Linked DNA regions of Callithrix jacchus: region 2 is linked to region 1. The links are chromatin contacts, called in public Hi-C maps. All regions are on one chromosome and are shown on one strand. Each heading gives the region's core, a stretch centred on a gene start, on an enhancer-like site or on the middle of the called end of the contact. The rest is flanking DNA. Distances are from core to core; before and after follow the strand shown. Region 1 has its middle 38 kb from the start of ADIPOR2. Region 2 overlaps CACNA2D4 (calcium voltage-gated channel auxiliary subunit alpha2delta 4).

Region 1 (6,010 bases), core at 907-3,406:
CTGCCATGCTTCCTCGCTTTAATCCTTAGTATCTTATTTAAGTTCCATCATCCCCTGGGGTTTGAGGAGCTAGCAAGCTGTCCTGTCATTATGACTGCTCTGTGAGATAGAAATCTTGCAGATGCAGTAGTTTATCAGACAGGCCTATTCCTTGGGCAGAGAGCCACAGCACCCTGAGCGTGTGGGGAGAACAGTGCTTCCATCTTAAAACAGGCTCTGCTGCATTGCCAGACACCACTGATACTGGGCACATGGATTTTGGGAGAACCTCAGTGTGAGAGTGTGTGTGTGTGTGTGTGTGTGTGTGTGTGTGTGTGTTTGCACTCGTGTACTTATGCCCACAGGAAAGAATGTTTTTCATTAATCTAGAGGTGGAGGCGGAGACGCACCAGAGGCATGGAGTATGTAAAAAATTAAAAACAACTCCACACTTCTGGCTGAGGCATTGCAGAGCATGGGTTGTCTATCTTTATTGGAAATGTTTGTCCTCTGCCTGGCTGGTGATGACAGGCTTCATATCTCTAGAAGGAATGCTGGGGAGCTGAGAAGGGCTGCGAGCCATGGTTGCTAAGTGTTACTCTTAGTTCTTTATTATGTAAGAATCTCTGCATTGTGTTTATACTAAAACAGTAAGTAAAGGGTGCTTTAATTCTGGTTTTACATAAGAAGCATGGGAGTTTGCCCATTTTTCTCTGAAGTAAGAAGATTTGGGCCCAGCGTGGAGGATCGGACAACAGGCAGTGTGGACGACTGAACCCCATCCACTGGTAACTTTCTAGCCTGTTGGAGAATTTCGGTGTTCCTTGTGTAGATTTTTCCTTCCTCGCTTCCTCCCTGTTGCTGCAGGCCTTCTGGTCTTCACGCTGCTCATTTGCAGCCCGACCAGAAGCAGCAGCAGCAGCAGAGCCAAATCAGTTCATTGAGGCCTCCTAAGTCATTTTGATAAACAACTGGGTGGGAGGAGGGGTGGTTCAAGTGAGATTTTAAGAATGACAGATGCATGTGTATTATTTGAAGCTCCACAGGAGAACTGAAAGTAGACTGAAAGCTGCTCACAGCCAAAGCCAGAAATAAACTGCAGGAGAGAGAGAGAGAGAGAGAGAGAGACTGACTCATTCAGGGCAAGAGAGGGTTTGCTGGTGTGGAAACCGGGTGGTGGGGAGGCATTCAGTATCAGGAGGGCCCTCAGCCAGGTCCCAAGGAAAGATGTGAAAGAAAAGACGCTACGGAAAGAGTGAACCCTTTTCATTCAATCTTATTGTAAAGCCAAAAGGAATGACTACTGTTTTAAGTGACCCTGGCCCCATCCCATATTAGTGCTCTGCCTGTTGGGTCAGCCAGCTCTTTGGCTGGTACCCGATTTGAAAGTTATGTCGGCTGGGCACGGTGGCTCAAGCCTGTAATCCCAGCACTTTGGGAGGCCAAGGCGGGTGGATCACGAGGTCAAGAGATCGAGACCATCCTGGTCAACATAGTGAAACCCCGTCTCTACTAAAAATATAAAAAAAATTAGTTGGGCATGGTGGCACATGCCTGTAATCCCAGCTACTCAGGAGGCTGAGGCAGGAGAATTGCCTGAACCCAGGAGCCGGAGGTTGTGGTGAGCCGAGATCGCGCCATTGCACTCCAGCCTGGGTAACAAGAGGGAAATTTCGTCTCAAAAAGAAAAGAAAGTTATGTCTTTCGTATATTTATTTCCAGAGACCTTTTTAGTAGAAGTTGTATTTCATAAAGGAATTTTTAAAATCTCTTTTGTTCCCTGCTCTGTCTGCCAGCACCCACAACAGTGCCTAGAACAAAGCAAGCACTCAGTAAATATTTGCTGAGTGAATGAATGAATGATGAGGAAACTGAGGCATAATGTGATTAACTGCCCGGTTCACAATGTCATTTGTTCTATCAAAATTGGAAGTCATAGAAACCAATTTGAGCCAGATTACAAAGGAGTATGGCACAAGGGGTCCCAAGAGTCGCAAAGATGCCAGGGCCTTCAGGAGTGGACCTGGATCCCCCTTCTGGATCCCCCTCCCTTCCTCCTCTCTCTTCTGAGGGCTGCCCCTCTCTCTCTCCCTCTCTCTCCTTTCCTCCCTCCCTCTGCAGACCAGCTTCCTCTGCCTCCCATGGTGGGGACAAGTCAGCACACAGCTTCCCAGTTAGGCTACAGTTCCAGCCACAGGAAGGGACTCTGAATCTCTCCTCGTCCTTGTCCCAAATTCACAGGAGGGGCTCCTGGTCAGGGCTCTGTCCACCATTGCATGACTTTGCAGCGGTCAAGTCAATGAGTGGAGGGGCTGAAGAACTCATCAAGGTGAAAGGAGCTGCTCACGTTCTCATAAATTTCTCTGTGGATGGTTAGATCGAGAGAACACATAATCCGGCGGTGTGAACAGAGATCCCTATGTATTTACCCTGGAAATTATCATGATGTCTTTACTGAGGAGTCTTTTATCTGTGAAAATGCACAATTATGGGAGAAGTCCTGAGGATTGTCTAAAATAAGTAAAAACCTGAGCCCACTAGTGTGAAGAGGAAGGCTTCTGGTCTCTGAATAACCCAGGACAGGACATACACACATTCCTCTATTTTGCAGGGTCGAGGGAGCAGAATTGCTAAGAAGCTGATTAGAGTCAGGACAGCCCCTGACTGGCATTCTGCCCTACAGGTGTGTTCATTTTTTAAATACTAAGCTGTATTTGAAGTCCAGTCATTCCTGTGGATAATTTAAAGTTACTTTCCCTCTGACAGGACCACTCTATAGTATCAACTGCTTCCTTCATACATTTTCCTAGTTCTTCAAGGCCTGAGTATGCCAAAAAGGAAAACCCGAGAGGAATAGGGGTTGCCAGGATTTTTCTGTAAATCTTCCACAGCTCTTGGGGGCACCCAGTAGGCATTTGAAACGGACTTACCTCCTGTGGCTGGCCTTTTTTGTCTGTTTTGTTTTGACAGCAAAAGCCATATAGCCTTGAATCTTAAGCTATGACAGGCAGGACACATTTGTAAAGTAGGAAGTAATTACACTCACACTTTTTAGGTGCTATGTTTCCTTCCTCATTTTATTTTCCAACATGAAAGTACATTTTTTGATGGACCTGAGAACACGGCCTTAGGTCCGAGCAAATGGTCCACCTGGAGCCCACTCCAGACTAGTCTGCAGTTCGGCGTCTGGCCACAAAGTGTCGCTGTCCTCTCAGTTCTAGCCGAATTGCTCCGGCTCGCACCTTGGTTCAAAAAAATTTTATTTTGGCCTGGCGCAGCTGTTCATGACTGTAATCCCAACACTTTGGGAGGCCAAGGCGGGGGGTCACTTGAGGTCAGGAGTTCGAGACCAGCCTGGCCAACGTGGTGAAACCACATCTTTACTAAAAATACAAAAAATTAGCTAGGCGTGGTAGCCTATGCCTGTAATCCCAGCTACTTGAGAGGCTGAGACAGGAGAATTGCTTGAACCGGGGAGGCAGAGGTTATGGTGAGTCTAGATCATTCCACTGCACTCCAGCCTGGGCAACAGAGTGAGACTCCATCTCAAAAAAAAATTATAATTGTAAATTAAAATAAAAGTTGGGTGATGGGTCATTGCAGATTGATGGCAGAAAACGGAATCTGGACAGCAGCAAAGCTGAGTTCTAGATTTTTCATTTGGATAAATATGGGAAGAATTAGGCCAGTCTTATTTTACTTATTTTTAAAAGATTGAGTGAGGAGGGCAAGGCAGTGGGAAAGAAAACATGAAAGGAATGCCTTGTCCTGCTCGGCTGGACCTCAAGACATCCACAGTACTTTTCATGCTTGAAGGTTATGGTGAAGGAGGTGAGTAACCATTATAGCTGACATTTGGTATACTGTGTACCAGCTGCTTTACACACATTACATGCAAGCCTCTCAGGACTCTGCTGTGTAGCCAGGATTCTCCACGTGTTTCAGATGGGAAAACTAACCCTGAAAGCGGTGAAGTGGCATACTTCACCTCACACCGTCATTAACTGATGCTGACTCCAGGCCTCTTTCAGCCTCCTCAGTGGATTTCCAGGTAAAGAATCTAGTCAGCTGAAATGGGTATCTTCTAAGTCTCAGGCAATGTACAATAATCTTCCCTATCTTGCCACCATGAATTTTGAACAAGAAGAGTGAGTAGGGAGATTTCTTTTGATAAGGGCATATGGCAGGGGGAATTTGGGGATCCCAAATCTAAAGTAAACAGGTCAGGTACTGACACCTGCAATCCCAACATTTTACCAGGCTGAGGCGAGGGTGGGTGACACTTGAGACCAGGAATTTGAGACCAACCTGAGCAACACAGCAAGACCCTGTTTCTACAAGAAAGAAAAAAAAAGGCTGGATGCAGTGGCTTATGCCTGTAATTCCAGCCCTTTCGGAAGCTGAAGTAGAAGGATTGCATGAGTCTAGGAGTTCGAGACCAGCCTGGGTAACACAGAGAGACCCTGTCTCTACAAAAAAAAAATACAAAAAACAAGCTGGGCATGGTGGTCCCACCTGCTCAGGAGGCAGAAGTGGGAGGATCACCTGAGCACAAGAAGTCAAAGCACAGGGAGCTGTGATGACACCGCCGCATTCCTCCAGCCTGAGAAACAGAGTAAGACCCTGTCTCAAAAAAAAAAAGAAAAAAAAAGGCAGGGCGAGGTGGCTCATGCCTGTAATCCCAGCACTTTTGGAGGCCAAGGTGGGTGGATCACGAGGTCAGGAGTTCAAGACCAGCCTAGCCAACGTGGTGAAACCTCATCTCTATTAAAAATACAAAAAAAAAAAAAAATAGCTGCACGTGGTGGTGGGCATCTGTAATCCCAGCTACTTTGGGAGGTTGAGGCAGGAGAATCGTTTGAACTCGGGAGGCGGAGGTTGCAGTGAGCCAAGATGGTGCCCTATTCTCCAGCCCAGGTGATAGAGCAAGACTCCATCTCAAACACACAAACAAAAAAACCCAGCCTTGCTATCAGACTGTACAAGATCACAGAGCTCAGAAATCTGGACAGACCTGAAGGATAATATCTCAAGAGAAGCCTCTGAATGTTGCTGGCTCCCCTAAAAGCTGAGCAGGGAAAAGCCAGCAACCACACAGCTGCACATGCTGCTGGCTCTGCCCCAGCACTGGCCCAGAATCCAACTGGGGCTTCATATTCTCTCTTGGGAAAGTCCCCAAGGGCTGTCTGCAGTAGTCACGCACTTGGGAACTTGGGCTGCACGCTGAATTAAGAACTCAGCCAAATGAAAACTCAGTTAGTCTGTAAAGTCATTTGACTTTTTGATGGGCAAAGAGATTTGGCTTTTTTTTTTTTTAAGACAGAGTCTCACTCTGTCGCCCAGGCTGGAGTGCAGTAGCTCAATCATAGCTCACTGCAGATTTCACCTCTTGGGCTCCAGAGATCCTTCCACCTCAGCCTACTCAGTAGCTAGGACTACAGGTGCATGCCACCAAGCCCAGATAATTTTGCTTATTTTTTGTAGAGACAGGGTCTTATAGTGCCCCTGGACTCAAATGATCCTCCTGCCTCAGCCTCCCAAGTAGCTGGGACCACCAGTGTGCACTACCATGCCCAGCTTTTTTTTTTTTTTTTTGTAGAGGCTGGTCTCAAACTCCTGGGCCCAAGCAATCGTCCTACATTTGGCCTCCCAAAGTCCTGGGATTACAGGCATAAACCACCATGACAGGTCACAGATTTGGTTCTTTAATCCCAGGGATGAGAAACCAGAATTGTAGCCTCGACTCCAATGTCAATTTGTTCAAAAGCCTCTGAGGAAGAAGCATCAGGCTTCCAGGCTTTATTTGCTCCTCACTTCCCGGTTCAGCTCAGGGTTTTTGCAAAGTTTAGCTGCCAAACGAAGTGAGAAAGTGCTCTGGAAAATGTATATGATCCATTCTTGCATTCACTATTATTTTATTTCTGCTGTTGACTGTTGTGAACTGACCCAGTAACCACAGGGTAGTTCTTTGTTTTCCAGGCCCCTTATTGCTTTTTTACAACAACAACAACAACAAAAAAACACTTTCTTT
Region 2 (6,010 bases), core at 2,376-4,875, 130 kb after region 1:
GAGACCAAGGAAGAGCTCCAGAAACATTAGCATGGCTGATCCGATTACTTCCTGGCATCCTGCTCACTTTTATGGTTAGTCTTACTAGAGGGATGTGACCGTTTTCCATATCCTTGCTGTGGAGCTCTGGAACACTCTCTGAATTCCCTCTATTAAAAATCACTGCCCTAACTACTCTTCCTCCTCGAGGGAATAGAAATACTTTATACTTCTTGGCATGGAGCCAGCCACAAATGAGATTCTGACGTGTCCAGGTTTCTCCTGAGCTCATCTACATAGATTGGGAGACCCTCCTTTGGATTTAGGAAAGAGGAGTTTTACCTCTGGTACACTGTCTTGGTAAGCCTGGATATGACAGACATCTTGGCTCTCCTTGAACAAGAAAGCCAGCAGAACTCTTTTAAAGCCAGGTGCAGTACCCATCGGAGTTGTCAGCACTCACTGACCCCCACTTTGCAGGGATAGTGTGGTATGGCATTTTGAAGACAATGGTATGTTACTGCCAGGGGGTAAGGTAAGCCGATGGCTCATGTCCCAGACCTACCTGATACGGTGTCAGAGAAAGTGGTGGGGTAAGGATCTGGTTCATGGAATTCTGATCTTAGCCCATAGGTGAACCCCCAAAATAGCACTTGAGTCTTAGGTTGCTGTCATCAAAGACTTGGGATGACTCCATTATATCCTAGGATTGTGGATATTAGAACTAAATGGTGAGGCCCTGAGCATGAGGACTGGCATCTTCAATAGGTGTTTGGGAATATGTGAAGGGTCTCCTATTTACTCAATAGAGTTTTCTCAGTTATTTTCCTCCCTTCCCCTTCCAATCTCCAGCAAAAGCTGGGATCCAGGAAGGAAGAATCTAGTGTAGAAGTTGAGAAGAACTTGAGTATTTTGGTTCTGGAGAGGGTCACTGCCCTGGGTGCTAGGTGGACCAAGTAAAAGACTCAGTGGATGAACTGGTGCAGTGCCTGACAGAATAAAAAACAGTGTTAATCCCTTTGAGAAACCATAGTCCAATAGGACAGTGGCCATCTGGACAGAAGCCCACTTAGTTTCATGGGAGCAACAGCACATATCAGAAGCCAGACTTGCTCTTCGGTCATGCACTTTGGGATACAGGGTATAGATGCAGCCCTGTCACAACACCAACAGAAGTAGCAGCCTCTGGGCACAGTCACCCACACCCCAAAGCTGGAAGAATCTGGTTCAACATAGCACAAACCTTTCGGAAAAATGAAATCAACATCACTGATGTGTAATCCAGTAAGATCTCCCTCTTTTGGGTGTGTATGTGGGCATGTTTGTGCCCATTTCTATGTGTGCGTCTACGTGCAACTCACTACCAACAGCCTCATGTGCACTTGTCCTGACAGTGCTTGCTGAGAACTCTCACCAGGTTGGCGCCTGAATGCCTTACTCTCAGCAGTCAGAGGCTTGCTTGCTCTGTGCAGATTTTTAATTTTCTTTTTTGGCCCTAGGCTGGTTGGGACCTCTACAGCTTCATTCTTTCACCATTGAATAGTGGCCTTTTTCAGTATTTTCCCTCTTCCCCTTTATAAATTGCTAAAGTCACAAAGCACATTTTTGGGGATCATAGAAGGCTGGGGTTCCAGAAGGGGATCTGTGTGATGGTTCCATTGATGTGGGATTTCCCTACTTGCTGTATTCTCAATTTCTAATAAAAAGAACCAAATGAAATATGAACTTCTGTTGTGTATTTTTTGTTGCCATTCAGCTTACCTCCCCTTAGCTTTTCGCACTTTTTTGAAGCTCTAATTTAGACACTGAGATATAAGAAACTTGGAAACGTCCCATTTGGGATGCACAAATCAAGTGCTTATGCCCAGCTCTTGTTTCCTAACTCAAGCTTTCATTGTGACTTGGACCAGGTTTAGAATGGAGGGGAGAGCAACTCTAAGGGACAGTTCTCAATTTATTATTGAAGTTTATAAAAATAGTCTCTGATTTAACACTTGATGCCAAAGGATGTGTTGGAGCAACTGCTGATGTCATGTGATCATAACCACAACCCTTTGAGCCAGTCAGGATTATTTTCACTCTCATTTTATAGATGGGGAAACTGAAGCTTAGGAAGTTTAAGAATGACTATAGTGCCAGCACTGTATTGTAGAAAAGAGTGAAGGGGAAATCCAAGAAGAAAACATTTCTTTCTGTACTTAAGTTTATTGTTCTGATTAAAAAGTCTCATGTATGTTGACTTAAAGGTTTTTGGGCTCATTAACCTAGTCCCTTCTATGTTAGAAGAGGATTTGGTTCAATTGGTCTTTGAAATAAAAGGAAATGCCAACTCTTTTGCCTTAGGTAAATTTAGTTTTTGGAAGGGAATTTTCAGTATTGGGACAATATGTTCACTCTGAATTCTCATTTTTGAGTAGAGATATAATTTTAGAGTGTCCCATACATTATCTAGGTATGGACACTGGATCATTTCCTGTTTTTGACAAACAATATTAGCTGAAGCTTACTAATAAACAACTTTGTCTTTTCCTAGTCTCTTACTAAAAGCTGTCTATATGGCTCCTGTTACTCAGGGGATGTTAACGTGGATGTTTGTAGAGGAAGGAGGTAAGGATAAGTTTAGATTCCGACTTTACAGAGTGCTAGGGCTCCAGTTGCCTAGAGAAGCCTCTGGGTAGTGTTACTTTAAAATCATCCCAGAAACAACATGCACTTCTTGAATATTCTGCATTAATTGTAGTGTTTCATTTTGTCCTTCCCTCAGAGGGCATGAACCATTTACTAGCCAGCGCTGTCCCCCAACACCCTATCTAATGTACAAATCTGTTCTGCCTTCATCTGTTTGACTTGGTGAAACAAGGCCAGCCTGGCTCATTCATGTAGTGCTGCTGCTGATGGCATGGATCAGGGAGGGGCAGGAAGGAAGCTGCTGGAGCATGCAGCCTCGCGTCACTGCTGTCCTATTGTCCCATGTCCCTGCCTTGCTACACTACCTGGAAATGAAAAGCGTAGCTTCAGATCTTGGTTGTGCCATTTGCCATGTAGTGTGGGCAAGTGGCTGTTTGCTTGTCTAGCCTTGGTGTTCCGTTAAAAAGAGGCCAGCGATACACCCTCTAGAGCCTTCGCTGAGATGCTGTTGCTCCTATAGATCATTTCCTCAAACTTCCCATAGTGATTGGGGTTTCTGCCAGACCCGTGCTCCAATTCCTTCCTTTTGTGGACTTCGTTTACTTTTCTGGCCTTACGATATGCTCACTTTCTTGCCCCCTTCCCCCAAACCAAAATTTCCCTGAGCATTATGAAATGGTTGAAGCATTTTCTCTGAAACCTCTTCTATTAAAATATACAACATTATTAGGGTAGATTTAGTAGGATTTGACAACATCTTTGAGTTCCTGGTTCTTCAAAGGTGTACAACACTAAGATTTCAATAATTCTTCACTCTATTAAATGACTCAGGTTCCAACCTCGTGTCTCTGAGCAGGTACTGGGCTTTACCGTGAGCCAGGCTGCCACCTGCTGTCCATTAGTGGTTCTGCTAAAAGAAAAGGAGGAATTGTTTTGACCTCCAAAGGCAAAACTTACGAGAATATTCTGTTCTCCAAGGTACAGAAAGTTTATCAGAAGTGGTTTTTCCTTGCAACGGTCTTGGATTCCCAGATCTTACAACCCCCTTGGCCATGCAGAGACGTGGGATTCACAGGAAGCCGAAAAAACAAGGCCAGAAGCTGCTCCAGCTTCCTAATCTTGCTTTTTTAAGAGTTGATAAATTTGCATGAAAGTGTTTCTCCTGTTTGGGTGGGGAAGATAAGCCTTCCAACTGGGTTGGTTATTGTCCTAGAGATACTGCTGGTGGGTCTCTGTGAGTTGGTAGTTGGGGTTAAATGCAGTTGGAGGAGTGCCGTAATGCTAAAGAATGAACAGCAGGTGGGGCGGCCACAGCTTTGTCAGGAAGTGGCAGGGCAAGGGTTAGGGTGTACTCATCCTGCTGTGTCACATAGTTGCCACACACAGAAATGGTGGCCCAGGGGCTGGGAAGAGCTCCTTGCTGCTTTCTTAACACCCCTGGGCCTATTGGACACCTTACTGTTCCTGGCATCTAAATTGTCATTTCTTTGTCCCCACCTCCATGAAACAAGGTAACGTAATGATAGCAGTTAGCATGTATTTATTTAGCATTTACTATATGCCAGGAAGTTTCAAGCATGTTACATGAATATGTCACATTCAGTCTTCACAATACTCCTCCAATAATTTCGAGGCAATTTTCAACTCTCCTGCAGTTTCTATAACATGGTACTAATGCTAGTACTCACTTTCAGGGAGCTGTTGTGAGGATGGAATGAGCTGAAACATGTTATTTGGTACCTGTAAACCTTAGTGTTCTAGCATTATCCTGCCACTTGAACTGGCTTCTCTGAGCTGCAATGTCTTCTGCTGTAAGGGGGCATTAATTCTGCCCTCAACGGGATTGTTGGAAGACACGACGACAAGAGTGACATTCTGTAATCTATAATGTGTGTTTTATACAGTTGGCCTACTCTAAAGGGAAGTTAGGGCTGTTTGCTGGTAGGAAACTTGAACAGCTTGTACTTTAAAGTGTGGAGGCTGAGGGTGATGGAGGAGCAGGAGGAAGGGCCCCCAAAGCCCCACATACTATCCAAGCTCATCACTGGGGTTGGTTAAACTGACAGATTTGAGGCCTCTCCCGAATTTCCCCATGATTTTGCCCTAAATGTTGTTCTCACTGTGGAGACTGTTGTCTCCCTGGATCCAGGTCTTGGGGTTTGGTGGGGGGAGGAAGCTGCAGGGCCTTGGGACCCTTGGGGAGATGTGTGTGCGCTGGGGGTGAGTTCCCAGATACAGCTTCCCTCCCAGTGGAGCTGCTTAGCAAATTGGAATGTTCCCACAAGTTCCAATCCTAAGGATTTCACCCCAGGGACAGAGTCAAGTGGATACTTTTGTAAATCAGTGGCCAGAAAAAGAGTACAACGACTGCTCTTTTTCACTATGCTACAGCTATTTTTGCTATCCCCTGAATGCACATCAGGTTCCATGCAGCAGTTGGATATCCCTACTGGCTTGTCATAGATGCAAACTTTCCTTTAAGTTAGGGCTTTGTAAAGAAGTTTTGGGAAGTTCTTCAATAACAACTTCCCAAAACATCAGATGCAGCCCTGTCGATATTTCCTAAAAGGATTTAATATCTTTCTCATTCTTTACCATTCCCTTACCCAACCTCCACCCTCCACCCCAACACAGTCAAAACTTTTTTGAGCAGCAGCTAGTAAAGTGAGCTGCCTTGCCTTCCACCTGGAGCCTCCTTTGGGGAATCTATGCTTTAGTTGGGGCATGTTCTTGCTTTAGCCTCATCTCTGCAATTGGCCTCATTCTGCTGCTTTTTCTCAGTACCCGGAAGTCCTTGGGTTCTACTGGAGACCACTCAGAAGCATCTGACCATTTTTTGGCTGGGTCTGGACTCTGGCATACAGGAGGAACTAAATTATTTTGTCTTGGTCCAAGCTGAGCTCAATCCTCTGGGCTTCCCCAGAGGATACAGAAAGGTTAGAAGGATGCTCCTTTTGAGACCTGGGTGGATGGTATTGGGCACCATTAAGCATCTTGCAGGTGGTGCCAGGTGATTGGTTTCATGTTCCATCCAGCATTCTCTGGAGGCAGAAGCCATCAGCCCAGGATTGAGAGGAGCATTAGTCTCGGGGTGACCCAACTGCAGTTAGTTGCATCCCATGTCAGTGCTGGCTCTTTGGGATGGTTCTGGAAGGATCACCTTGTCAAAACACAGGTCAGGCTGGGTGGTGTCACCTCAGGAGTTGGGGCAGTAGCCCCCAGGCACACACAGGCATCAGGAGTAGGGGCAGCGAGGCTGAGGTGTCTGAGGCACCACCGCAGTCCTGGGCGTTCTCCTGCGAACCCGAAGCAGAGGTGAGAGGGCAGCACTCAGAGGAGCCCCAAAAAGAGAGGGGCCTCCACCACTAATGGGGGCCAAAATCCTGGGGAAAGGGGAGTTTCA

What was found. Hi-C and Micro-C count contacts between places; a contact is called where the count stands out from the background.
Region 2: a Hi-C map of skeletal muscle shows a contact between it and region 1, with 10 times the contacts expected there. The contact joins two enhancer-like sites. A contact is called at or near these places in 2 of 3 Hi-C or Micro-C datasets (both in skeletal muscle).

What each region holds. Positions count from the first base shown.
Region 1 is chr9:14,890,620-14,896,629 of calJac240_pri, forward strand. No RefSeq gene overlaps it. Among named protein-coding and RNA genes, the nearest start is that of ADIPOR2, 38 kb to the right of the region's middle. Within about 2 kb of position 2,157, at least 7 of the 16 cell types and tissues checked have an H3K27ac peak or open chromatin away from gene starts, as enhancers often do. A contact at or near this core is called in skeletal muscle, where this site is marked.
Region 2 is chr9:15,020,311-15,026,320 of calJac240_pri, forward strand. It overlaps CACNA2D4 (calcium voltage-gated channel auxiliary subunit alpha2delta 4), which reads right to left. Exons shown (of 38, transcript XM_078338418.1): 38 at 4,131-5,903. The coding sequence ends at 5,799. It overlaps ADIPOR2 (adiponectin receptor 2), which reads left to right. Exons shown (of 10, transcript XM_078338436.1): 10 at 1-1,698. Among named protein-coding and RNA genes, the nearest start is that of LRTM2, 29 kb to the right of the region's middle. Within about 2 kb of position 3,626, at least 2 of the 16 cell types and tissues checked have an H3K27ac peak or open chromatin away from gene starts, as enhancers often do. A contact at or near this core is called in skeletal muscle, where this site is marked.